Linked DNA regions of Mus musculus: region 2 is linked to region 1. A link is a contact called in public HiChIP or PLAC-seq data. All regions are on one chromosome and are shown on one strand. The core of a region is the stretch at or near the end of the contact, and the rest is flanking DNA. Distances in the headings are between cores, read along the strand shown. Region 1 has its middle 17 kb from the start of Dtd2. Region 2 overlaps Akap6 (A kinase (PRKA) anchor protein 6).

Region 1 (6,547 bases), core at 2,506-5,005:
TCTTCTAGCTTTTGCTTCATACCTCATCATGAACAGTTTCTTTTCAATTGTAGTCACGGTCTGAATCTTCCAGTCAGCAATGGAGCTGAGGGCTGTGTGAAGTGGTTTCAGACATGATCCTTAACTGTACGACTTTCTTCTGTTAGGTAGACACAAACATGCACAGGATAGTATATGGTCTGTGATGTCTCAGCGAGGCCATCTATAGAATATAAAATAACAGAATACTTCTCACTATGGTGGTAAAAGGGCATATAGTCCAGCAAGATGGCAGGTAATAAAGGCAGAAGCCTGAGAACCTGTGTGTGATTCCTGTGACCCATGTAAAAGCAGAAGGAAAGAAACAACTTGACACAGTTGCCCTCTGACCTCCACATATGTATGCATGCACACACAAAAATACACGCAATATAATAAAAAAAATTTAAGTCATGACAATCTGGCCAACCTTTGAAGAAGGAAGAGGTCTTTCATCAGTACTAGGGATGAAAAGGGAATTTCAAGCTTTGGACTAATAGGTAGTAAGAGGCCACTGGAGACTCAGAAAGCAATGCCATGATTAGGAACGGTGTCAGAGGCTGGCTCTGGGAAAAGTTCTCGCTGTGCAAGTATGAAGATCTGAGTTCAGATCTCCAGCACCCACATAAAGAACAGTGGCTGCAGCATGTATAACCCAGATCTAGCGGGGTGGAAACAAGTGGGCCTATGAGGCTTGCTGGGATGTCAGACAAGGTTCAATGATAGATCCTGCCTTAAAAATATGATAGAGTGGTACCCAGCAGTGGTGGCAAGGCATGCCTCTAATCCCAGTACTTGGGAGGCAGAGGCAGGTAGATCTCTGAATTTGAAGTCAACCCGGTCTATAGCGAGTTCCAGGACAGCCAAGACTATACAGAGAAACCTTGTCTTGGAAAACCCAAAAAGAAAAATAAAGTAGAGAGGCAATTGAGGATAACATCTTGATATTGCCCTCTCTAGCCTCTGTGTGTACCTGCATGGTGAATGCTCATAGACACATAGACTAAATGAATAAAATTTAAAGGCATAGAAGGATTACCCGGGTTGCAGTATATAGGACTACAGAGAAAAGAGAATTCAGTGGCAGTGAGATATGCTCTTTGGAGTAGTGGGACAGGAGATTAAAGCTCACTTATAATACACTGGTGGCTTTCTGTAAGCATAGTAATTGGTATAATTAGGTAGTGCCTGATATTTCAAAAATATACTCCAGAGCAGCTGGTTTGTTATGAGACTACATAAAAAAGGATTTTAAAATCACCCTAAAATTTAATGTACGTGTTTCTGGAAAGATGGATTCATACTTTAATCCACTGAGTTTTGAAGTAGCTGAAAATTTACCCACATGGAAATGTGAAGCAGTGTTAATTATGAAAGGATAGGAGAAACTAAGGTAGATTTAATCACATGGTCTTCACTGACTGCCTGCTCTGACGAGTGTAAAGATGCACTCTAAAACCAGAGACACAAGTTCAGTCTCAAGGAGGTCATAACGGTCTCAGAAGGATGCCAAAACAGTTAACAGGGAATCCTGGAGAAACTAGCTGTGCCAAAAGAAAAGCTAAAAACAGCACTGTCGAGATGGAAGGAGGATTGAAAACCCTGGCAAGTGAGATAACCTTGTGCTTGGGAAGGAAAGATGGGTACCCAGCCAGTGGAGCAAATATAGCAAGACGCTAACTGTAGAATCTAAATGGTAGGGATCTGAGAACTGACTACATATAAAGTCTGAACTCTTCTCAGAGGCCAGGGCTCTGTGTGAGCCTGCTGCCTCTGCTGCAGTTTAACAGACTCCTCAGACACCATACAGTTGCTTTATGGGAACACCTGTCTACTCAGAGGGCCTTTCTAGCTGTAGAGAGCAGTTCCCAGTGGAGCCCAGTGCACAGATCTGTAATCCTAGCTACCGGGAAGACTGGAGCACGAAGATGGCAGAGGCAAAGGCAAGCTGGATAACTTAGTGAAAACTTGTCTTGAAAAATTACAGAGCATGGCAGAGCCTGGAAAGTCAGTTCAGCGGAGGAAGGTTTGTCTGACATATGCAGGACCCTGGGCTCCACATCTAATAAAACCAGCCTATGCCAAAAAGGTCCCAAATGATAGCCAATTGGACAGAGAGCTCCTCCAGGCCCAAAGTAAGGTCAGTTTACTGTCACTGGACATCTGACCCTGAAAATAGAGCGCAGTCTTGTTCTAAGGAAACTCGTGATTTGTACAGCTTCCCAGTGCTCTATCAGAGTATGATCTGAAGGTTACCTGAATCACAAGTTCTTCAAAACCACATTAAAGTGTCAATTTCTGCATCTCACCCCTGATCTCTGAGAGCGGGGAGGAATTCATGATTTGTTGTTTTATTGAGTGCCAGGAACTAAATCTGTGGCTTTATGCACATTAGACAAAAAGCACTCTACCACTGAGCCGTCTTCCCAGCTCCTAAAGTCTACCTTTTTATAAATAGTTCTTTCATGTACTTATTTATTTGGGAGTATGTGGGCCTGAGTACCAGAGGTTTTTCCACGGAGACCTCTGTCCAGGCCTGGCACAAGGGTTCCAGTGAAGGGAATCGAGTGCAGACAGGAGACAAAGTCTCTGCTGTGCCTTCCAGATCACTCCTTAACTCCGAGCCGCTCTGAACTGAGTCAGGTCTGGCTGGGCAGATGAGAAGCTGACACTCCAGTGAGGAGTGCGGCCCGGACCTCGGGTGGCTCTTCAGAGAAGATCTCTTCCCAAGTGTTACATATGGCTCTTGGAACAAAAGACTCAGATGAAGGAGAAGTTCTCTAGCACCTTTAACTCACTGGATAGGATTTATATACAGTTCTGGGGGTGATTCAGGGTTTGACAGCAGGTACCCCTCATTGACTTGGACTGAGAGTTTGGGAGGAACCTTATTTGCATGTGGGAAAGCTTGGTGCTGCTCCTACATGACTGATAGCCACACATCTCTTGTGTGTGTGGGGGGGGGGGGGGGGGGGAGGCAGTAACTTCGACAGGAACCAGGGGTCCAGGAGACATGATCAAACACCTTCTGTCCCATGTAGGTGGAAATCACCACCCACTGGGTCCCACTGGGGTTCAAGACCTATGCTCGACTGGAGACCAGGCTGTCTGTGTGCAGCCCATTGCCCCAAAGGAGTAGGACATGTGCATGCTATGATGTGTGTGTGGTGGTCAGAAGATAGCTTGCAGGAAATGGTGCTCTCTCCTCACGGATTCTAGGGATCCAACTCAAGCTGTCAGAGTTGGTGGTAAACAGCTTCACCAACTTTTACACCTTGTTAGGCTCAGAATCTACATTTTACCAGGTACTTCGCCCTCCCAGTGTTCCTTACCTGTGTAAGATGTGAGAACTGATTGTATATGGCCACTGTCTGAACCAAGAGAGTCAAGAGCCCTCTAACTCTGGGGTCTCAGTGTCCTGTAAATGCTACAGTACTTGGTGTCTCTAGAATTCATCATAACAAGGGGAAATTATACTTGATGAATTATATGATCCCTTTTGTGAACTATGAAAACTGAATCATTTCTATTAGGAGTTAGTTGAACTTTAATCCAACGAATTGGAAAAAAAAGTTAAAATGTATGTTTTTTTTTCTTTAATTCAGCTAGAATATGAGTTACTCATCAAAATAATTTGTAACTTGCGAATGTTTGTTTGGATTTTAAGGTGGAGCCACACACAGAAGGAGTTGCAGACATTGCTCACAGCCTTTTGATGATTCATAGATCTCTGTTTCCCTGGCAAGCAAGCTCACACCAGCCAAGCTCACTACAAGTGCTGGCTACCCGGCATTCCCTGTCCACTGTTGGTGACCTCATTCTCTTCTCCTTCCTCCTCTTTAAAAACAAACAAGCACAAAACATGGCTTTTCTCCTCTGGATCTTAGCAGAAGCCATGGCGAGTTTAAAACTTTATATAAGTGAGAAATGAAATATCTAGGCTGGACGTGGTGCTGCAGACCCTATTCATCTGAGCACTCGGGAGGCAGAGTCAGGTGAATCTCTATGAACTGGAGGATAATCTGGTCTACAAAGTAAGTTCTAGACCAGCTAAGCTAAGACTATGTAGTGAGACTGTGTCTTTGAAAAGGAGAGAAGAAGGAGAAGGAGGAAGAAGAGGAGGAAAAAATAGAAGAGGAGGAAGAGAGAAAATAATAATGATAATGATGATGATGTCTGATAGTTTGAAGCAACTATTAAACTTTGTGCCCTCAGCCATGTTTTCATCAGACAGTGTTTTTCTCCATTGTAAGTCAGGGCCAATTTTACTCCACATATGATTTCAGAATATTGTTTAAATTACTACTCAGAAAGATGGGGAAGTCATTCATTCTATGAGGTGCTTAAGGTGCTCCATGCCTAGAACTCACCTTAAAAAAAAATCTAGACACAGTGATCCCCTTGTAATAGGAGCTCTGGAGAGCTGGAGACAGGTTGATCTGAGGGGCTGATGACTCAGCAAGCTCCTGTCTCAAAGAAATAAGATGGGTGTTTCCATCTGTTCTTCCCATGGCCTGCCTACCACTGTAGAAGCTTCCTAAAATCTATGCATATATGAAAGGGGTCTAAATGGAGTCACCAGATAATAGGAGAGACAATGCACCAAGTAGACATTTTATGCCACCAAGTCAAACTCCCAGTGCCAGGAATGGACTGCAACTTGTTGAATGGTTGTCCAAGGGGGCCCTAAGGAAACAGCCACACATCACAGGCTATTGTCAAGGCTACCGGTTATCCTTTACACCTGACAATAAAGACCCTTGTTGAAGACAACATTTCTACATGCTAGAGAACACAGAGGAGTTTAGCTGGTACCCGAGTAGAAGCATCAGGCCTGCTAATTAGTGTCTCTAGTGCTGGAAGGTTTTCTGCATGCTACTGAAGAAGAACAGCAATCATAAATATCTCCCAGCTGCAGTCCCAGGGACCACAACAGTGACCTGCCTGCAAGATATCCTGGTACAATAGAGGTACAGATGTTATAGGAATAACCAACCACTTTCTAATTGGATTTTTTTTAACCAATTCCATGAGATGACAAACCTGACATTGCTGAAGTGGGCAAGAACCTGAGACTGGATAAGTCATGGGCTTCAAGGAACACCTACTACTGTTATTCTAGTAAAGGAACTTAGCAAGAAAATTACTCCTGATGACACATTCCTATGCCCATGTGTCAGTGTCTAGCTCAACCCACATCGAGAAGCTTCTTGCAGCAGATGGGAACTAACATAGAGACTCACAACTAGACAATGTGCAGAGAGAGAGAGACTTTAGAACAGTTCATCCTAAATGGAATCTCTTCCCCAAAGCCCTCCTATCAGAGCTAGAAAAGGCAAACAAGCATATTATATAAGTTGAGAGATAGTAGACAAAGTGAATATTTAAGAAAAAGCTAAATGACCGTATCAAGAAAATGACCCAAAAAATGTGAAGAAAGGAGGAAAAAATCCAAGAGAATGATTTCATGGCCCCAGAAAGGAGCTAAACTCTAAGTAGCTTGAATGAAAACTATTCAATCCACTGAAGAGTCAAGTAAGAAAGGATTGTTAAAAAATAAATACAAAAGTCCTGCTGGGGGCATGGTTCTGTGGTACAGCACTTGTCTTATATGCAAGTGACTGGCTTCACTGTCCAGTTGGGGGTGGGGGGAAGGGAGGGAGAGAGACAAAGAGACAGAGGGGGGAGGGGAAAACAGGATGTTTGGATTGCTAGGAGGTCACTATGAACATTATTTGAATGCAAGTCTCTTAAGAGTTATAGAAGACAAATATCTTCACAGTTAATGGAAATTTGCAATTTTTGTATAGGTATAGATAACTTTTTGAAGAAGGTAGAAATAAAAGAACAAAATAGAGATCCGTAGTCTTTAGGAAGACAGTATTTTAAATTGAGGCGTTGTGGAGCTGGAGAGATGGCTCAGTGGTTAAGAGCACTGGCTGCTCTTCCAGAGGACCTGGTTCAGTTAATTCCTGGCACCCACATGGCAGCTCAGAACTGTCTGTAACTGGAGGTCCAAGAGATCAACAGCTTCGTTTTGCACCAAATGTGTACGTGGCACATGGACATATATCAGACAAAACATCCATACACGTAAAGTAGAAAAAATTCAAAAAAATATGAGCATCCTTTCAGAAGAGGAGTAATTAAGAGAAAATTAAAGATCCTCCGATCTTTCAATGTGGATGAAAATACTCTATCATACCCATAGATGGAGGGATGATCTTGGAAAACTTGGGGCATCCTCTGAGATGGTGGGAGAGGATGGCCAATGTGGGGTGAGCAGGGAGCTCCTAATAACAGGTTCAGACATCAGACCCTCTACTTTTCCTGGGAAAACAAAAACAAAGCCTCAATTATGCGGATACTAGTGGGAGTGAGGTCCTAGTGGGAGACCAGAAGTATCTGGCATAGCCACTGTGAGATACAGGTGAGCCAGCCAGCCAGCTGAAGCTATGCTATAAATAATGCAGGGAATTTCTTGGCCGTCCAGAAGCAGACTGGAAAAAGCAGATGGCTGTGCTGATTC
Region 2 (6,547 bases), core at 2,401-4,900, 830 kb before region 1:
GGATAAAAGCACAGACGGTATCTCCATGCAGCCTTCCCTCCAAACCATCAAACTATAAAATGAACGGATGAATGTTCTAGAAAACATTCTAAATTTTAAAATGAACAGAAGAAAACAATTGAACACAAAGGAAGCACTGATATTGGGAAAATATTATAACTATTCGGGTTTTCAAACTCCCTCCCTTGCGTGTGTGTGTGTGTGTGTGTGTGTGTGTGTGTGTGTGTGTGATTGTCCCACACACCTATGGCAGAGGAAACCCTGTGGAAACCCTCTCTCCTTCTCCCACATCAGGCTTGGCAGTCACTGTCTTTGCTCACTGAGCCATCAAACCAACTCTAAGTATGTGTTTCTAAAACTGAAAAGATATTTAAAAAAGATAAATCTGAAATAATGAGCAATTTATCAAATTAAATGCCCCCAAATTTTTTTAACTTTTTAATTTTATATAAAAATTAATATTCCACGGTGACATATTTTCACCTTGGTCTGGTGGAACAAAGCATTCTGTTACCTCGTTTTCTACTGCTTTATAGTTGAAAATATTAGCAAGTTTAAGACCAAGTACTGCTGTGCATGCAAAGCCTTCCTCAGCAGGAGTCATAGAAGCTGCTCTCCATCCAGAAACCTCAGAGGCCTTTGGTTTCCTGCAAAAGCCAGGCACTCTCTCTTTGATTTCAGCACAGGATTCCCTGGAGGGGTTCTGACAGCTCCGGGGTTAAGAGCTCAGCTATAATTTAGGACATATGGATGCTAAATAAATGAATAAATGAGATTGGAAGATCAATTTCTAGCAGCTAGTGGACCTGTAAAACAATTCACGGCTAGTAAAGGTGTAAAGAACAGATGTCTGTGTCATGCTCAGTCACATGTGGGACATCTGTATCATACTCCAACTTCCCTCAAGGCTCAGGGACCAACCGTGGAAAGGACGTAGAAAAGAGCCAGCGGTCAAGGAAGACTGCAGTGAAATCATGTCTTCGGAACATGACCAGACTGTTGCACTCATGAACTCACTGTAGCAAAGACTGCCTGCATAAGACCTGCACAAGATCAAGCCAGTCCAGCACAGAGTCGGGAGGACTCACAGTCCCCCATCTGACATTGTTGACGTGGCCACAGCCGTGTCAAGGAGCCTCAAAGGAACCTTGGAAGTGTCGAAGCCTTCCCTGGGCAAGGCTCAGCCAGATAGCAGAACATCCCTCTGGTCTCAGTGTGGTTGTTGATAATATATACAGACAATGCCCACCTGTAGCTTCCCCACTCCCATGATTATGACCTACGACTGCTCTACTACAGAAACTGTTCCTACCAAGATTAGCCAAACTTGCCTCCTTATTCAGCCATGTGCAATCACCCTGCCTCTCTACTTAATGCCTGCCTCCCTTATATAAATAATCATGCTGAGCCCCCATGATGCTGCAGCTTCTCCATCAGAGAGCGCAGACCACCCCATCCCAGGTTTTCTCTGCCTACGTGTCTGTGTGTTTGTGATTTCTTCATCCTTTGCCCCTCCAGTTAAGTCAACCCCTGGAGATGTACAGAGTGTGGTCCCCACCTCTAGCTGAGGTACTGTTGACAGATGAGGGCTTCTGTGGGTAAGAGACTCAGTTTTCTTTAAGGCTATGGTGCCTGACTGGTCAACCACACATCAGTGGAAGGCCCCACATGCATGAGTATATGAGCAGCACAAATTAGACCAAAGTTATTTAAAAAAAAAAAGACACAAGCTGGGGTGGGGGGAGGAGTGAGGACAGATCTATCTGGAGGGAGGTAAAGGGAAGAGTAGGAAATGAAAATATCAAATATGTTATGTGTATATGTGAAATTCTTACAGAACAAATAGAAAGTAATTTTAAAGTTGAACATTCCAATGAAAAGAGGGACCATGAAGAAGTCTAGCAGTTACAGCCTCCCTGGAAGGGATTCTGAGGCCATTTCAGACAGAGCCTGGAGGTCCTGGACATCTGGCTGGTTTTACAGGCTACTCCTAATCTCCTGCATAACTTAAGGCTGCCTAGTCATTTGATTTCCTATTTTTAAAGGGAACTAAAATTCGAGGTGAACTAAAAACAGAGCGTCTTCCTAAGGAAGGTGACATGGCGTGGCTGCCATTTGTAAGGAGCAGATGCGATTTGTCGTTTGGCCCCAGAGTCAGCATGGACAGTTCTAGGATTCCTGCTGCCGTTTCAAGTGACTGGTAAGCAGCATTGTGAGGTCCGACTTCCACGTGCCTCGCTAGCCTTCATTAAGTATTCGTTTCAAGAATAGACTAAGTAAATGTCAGTTACCCAACACCAGCATGACTTTCACGTTCAAGACAGTAAAATCATCTCCTGACTGTACCCTTCAAAATGGGGGTGGGGTGGTGGGAGGGGGACCCTAAAGGAGACCCCGACTAGACAGTAAGAAGTCGGGGTATTGGGTTCCACCACCTGCTAGGAATGAGCCCCACTAGTTCATTTCATGTCTCTGGAGTCTTGTGTTGTGTATAGAAAGAACAGAATAGTTGGATGGTCTGTCATCTCATTCTCTCCATTCTAACACCAAAACCAAAGTCACCTCACTTCTCTCAGTGTCCTTGGAGAGTTCTGCCTTCCTATTAGCAAATGCCTATGCCTACAATCACAATGATTCTGGAGCCACAGGCTCTACCCCATAAGGAAATCTCCTGGGCCGCAATCTTACCCCGATCTCCACAACTATTCTTTCTTTTGTGTTAAACTAGATAACAACATATTCGTGGTTCCCACCCCTGTCCTTACAACTATCATACAAATTAATATAAATACCATACATGGCCTTGATGTTTTATTTTTAAAGTATTAGTATGTTTATATTACTTGTATCTCGTGATTACCCAGTAAGGGACAGGGTAAGTATTCTAATGGCTCTAGTTTAAATGGCAAAGTTCAGTGACTCACAGCAGGCCAAAGGAATTACAGTCATTTGATACAGTTGCTAAAGGGTAGCTTGGAAATATGAACCAAAATTGGACAATGTAGACCAATTCCAATTTTCAACATTTAGATAAGTATACGAAGGCAAATATGCAAAAAAAAGAGTCAAATTGTTTTCAAAACAGGGAAAATAGAAGCAATCTATATATTTATCCGTAGATAAGTGAATTAAGGACCATCCAAGCAGTAGAACACAATGGAGCACTTATAGTAAGAGCAAAGGACCCTGTATGATACAGTAGAACTATGGAGAGAAGGTAAGTTAGCCTGCTCTACAGTGTGGCTCCTCCCCTGGGCAGAAGCCGTTCTCTGGGCTTTCCAGTCCAGTCCGACACGCTCTACCCTTACTGTGTTTGAGCATGTAACTGAGTTTTTGTTAGTTTAAGTTCATTTTAATTAATTTAAATTTAAATAATCGCATGTGACCAGACGCTACCCTACTGGACAGGATGGTGAGATAGACATAGATATTTCACGTGTTACTTTATAAACAGAAAAGTATGTAAAAATCAACACAAACACCACGAACAACAAAAAGCAATCGGGACCACATCTAGAGGACAGCCAGGAGATACAGAAGAGATTTAGTCAACAGAAACTTCTCCAGAGACGCTGCTGTGCGGGGAGCAGGGTGTGGTGTATGCATGTGGTTTCCATACCGTGCATGACTGTGCTCCTTGGAAAGTTTCCTAGATACCAGTCCACACGCCCACAAATAAACAAGAGCATGCCAAGAAAGCAGCGTCCTCTGTTGCAGCTCCCCAGGAGATGAAGAAGAGAGGAGGATCATGGGAGGGAGCAGAAAGTAGAAGCTGGAACCCTGACAGCAGGGTCCTTTTTCCTGAGAGGGTAATAAATTATTCAGCTCCCAGAATGGATTTGTGGGAAGTAGGAAGCTTGTGTTTTCTACTTACCAGCTTTGAGTATATCAAAATGGAGAACTCAACAACACACCGTATTTTCTCATGTAGCAGCCAGCCTAAAAGAGAGTCTTGAGAATCGTGCAAACCAGCTAACAGTTAACGTAATTTTTGACCTACACAAAGCATGGGGTGGGGGCTGGGTTGTCTGTTGCAGTGTTTCCCAAGTCTGATCTGTTTGCAGATAGGAAGCCTTTCTCCGTCAAATGAGGTTTTCATTGCCAGATTGTTAGACAGCTGAGAAAAAAGATAATAATCAAGCTCTCTCTTTTTTTTCATTTGTGGTTTTCTCAGCTTGGGTTATTAGAAATGAAACATAGTAATACTTCATTAGAGATTCCGGAATCAGAGAAGCTTCCTGGTGCTGGGCACATCGCTCAGTTAATTCAGCGCTTGTCTGGCATGAACAAGGCTCCAAATTCAAACCTCAGTATCTAGGGAAAAAGTAAGAAAGGGGGCAGGATGGTATAGAGGGGTGAGGGAAGGAAGGAAAAGAAAGAGGCAAGAGGAAAAGGAAGGGAAAAATAAGCTGGAGAGATGGCTCAGTCAGTATAACATTTGCCTTGGAAGCGGGAGGTCTTGAGTTCGATCCCCAGAGCCTACAGAAAATCACGGGTGTGGCGGGTGTGGCAGTACATGCTAGTGATCCCAGAATTGAGGAGGCTGTACTGACTGAAGCCAATGGAAAGACCTGTCTGAAGGTGTGCAGCAACTGAGTAAGGACACCTGAGATTAGCCTCCCACAAGCCCATGCAGGCGTGTGCACACACGCATGCCTTCACACCCTCCCCAAACACATCACAAGGAGCTTTATCAGCCCAGTTGACTACATTGGTCCAAGTTTATCATTCCATTTTGAGTGTGTGTGTGTGTGTGTGTGTGTGTGTGTGTGTGTGTGTATGCTCATGTGCATGCGAAGTTACATGAGCACAACCAGGGACGGATATCTGGTGCTCTGCTCTGTGATGTTCTGCCTTATTCCCTCGAGGCGGGGTCTCCCAATGGACCTGGAGCTAGGCTGGGCCAGCAAGCCCTAATGACACCCGACAGCCATATAGACTCTGAGGTGACAGGTGTTCATGTGTGAGCATAGTTAGCTTTTTACACGGTTCTGGCAATCTGAACTTAGTCCTCAATACTTGTATAGCTAAGCTCTCTTACCTGCTGTGCGATCTCCCTACCTTAAACTATATCATTCCTACTAAAATAAAACAAACCAAGACAAGAAAGCTATAAAGGAATTTCTCAATGTCACTTTTTAGCGGGAAACCAAAAACTTTCATGGAGAGTTAAGGAAAGAGGAAACATTTGGTACCGATGTACTTTGTTATATGGAAATGAGGTTTTAGGTGCTAACATTAAAAACTGCACTATCATTAATGCTGAGGAAGACTTAGAGACAACCAGTACTGCGTACAGGGATCTCGGTGTGAACACACGCTGATGTAGGAACACAGTGTTCTGTGGGGTTTGTTTTTATCTTGACAGGAAATCAGGTTTATTTTTATCATATTCTATTGACCACAATTTCGAACAATAAATAGCCTGCTTCTTTTAAGCATGGCTAAGGATAATTTTGTTGTGTTTTAGTATCTATCAGTAAATTATATAGGAGTCTAACTATGATTGGTAGTGTATATACTTGCCACTAATCTAGCACATGTATCCATGTATTCACTTATTAACTAAAGTCACAGGAGTGGCAGCAGTGTTTTGGTTGGGAAACTGTCACAGTTATATTTACTAAGATTTATGTGATCTTTGAGAAATTTCAGAGTTTTACACAATGGTCCTTCTTGGTTTTAACAACAGCCTTCCAAGTAAGATATTTACAACTAAAGATATTAAGACTCACAGAAGTTATCGTACTGTTTGGTGTCTAATTCCTAGTAAGTAATAGAGACCAGACCATAAGAACCAGGCCTGCATCAGCATACGCAAGCAGTTCCACTCAGCCTTGCTCTTGGTCACCCTGACACTCGGGATGACAGGAAACCAGGAATCACAACCCTTTGGGAGACTGAAGAATCCCCATTGTGAGCTGTTGAGACTGACGGCTGAGTCTCATTCTCTCAGGGTGCTTTTGAAATCTCTGAGGCAGCTTGTACTAAATGAGCCATCATCTAGGAAGCAGGCTGGGACATCCCAGTATACACTGAACACTCGACAAGACAACTACTAGAGTTCAGAATACCCTTCATTGCCATGGTAGTCACAGCCCTCATGGTTGGGACCTGACCTTTAGGGTTGGGGGCATGGCTCAGCTGGTAATATGGTTGCCTAGTAGTCACAGCCTTCTGTGCTCCATCCACAGCTTTGCGTACATGGGAGGTAGCAGGGCCTGTGTTAATCCTAACACTTGGGGAGAGGGTGGGGGCAGTAGGATCAGAAGTTCAGGGTCATCCAAAGCTAAGTAATAAATTCAAAGCCAGCTGAGGATGCATTGAGACCTTGTCCTAAAGACCCAAACCAAACAAGACACAAACAAAAAGAAGAAAAAAAAAGCAAGGAAGACACATTTTATACCATGGTGTTTAGGTAAAGGTTCTTTCAGAAGCTGCTAAGCTGTTTTCTTCCAGCTCCATTTTCTAAGCTAGAGTTCTGCTTTCCACTAAAGGGGTGGGCAGTAAGATAGCTCACCTGGTAGAGGCTCTTGTCACCAAGTAT

What was found. HiChIP or PLAC-seq counts read pairs in DNA pulled down with a chosen protein or histone mark.
Region 2: a contact with region 1 is called in an H3K27ac HiChIP or PLAC-seq map of the NIH/3T3 cell line, with 5 times the contacts expected there. The contact joins two enhancer-like sites. A contact is called at or near these places in 1 of 484 Hi-C or Micro-C datasets (ganglionic eminence), 4 of 115 datasets of contacts at active chromatin or transcription factors (the NIH/3T3 cell line, bone marrow-derived macrophages, embryonic stem cells and 1 more) and 1 of 9 other capture datasets (embryonic stem cells).

What each region holds. Positions count from the first base shown.
Region 1 is chr12:51,985,994-51,992,540 of GRCm38.p6, reverse strand. It overlaps a transcript of Dtd2 not described here. Among named protein-coding and RNA genes, the nearest start is that of Dtd2, 17 kb to the left of the region's middle. Within about 2 kb of position 3,755, at least 40 of the 459 cell types and tissues checked have an H3K27ac peak or open chromatin away from gene starts, as enhancers often do. A contact at or near this core is called in the NIH/3T3 cell line, where this site is marked.
Region 2 is chr12:52,815,919-52,822,465 of GRCm38.p6, reverse strand. All of the region lies in intron 2 of Akap6 (A kinase (PRKA) anchor protein 6), which reads right to left. It overlaps Gm51971 (a long non-coding RNA gene), which reads right to left. Exons shown (of 2, transcript XR_003950181.1): 1 at 3,875-6,547. Among named protein-coding and RNA genes, the nearest start is that of Gm51971, 20 kb to the right of the region's middle. Within about 2 kb of position 3,650, at least 106 of the 459 cell types and tissues checked have an H3K27ac peak or open chromatin away from gene starts, as enhancers often do. A contact at or near this core is called in the NIH/3T3 cell line, where this site is marked.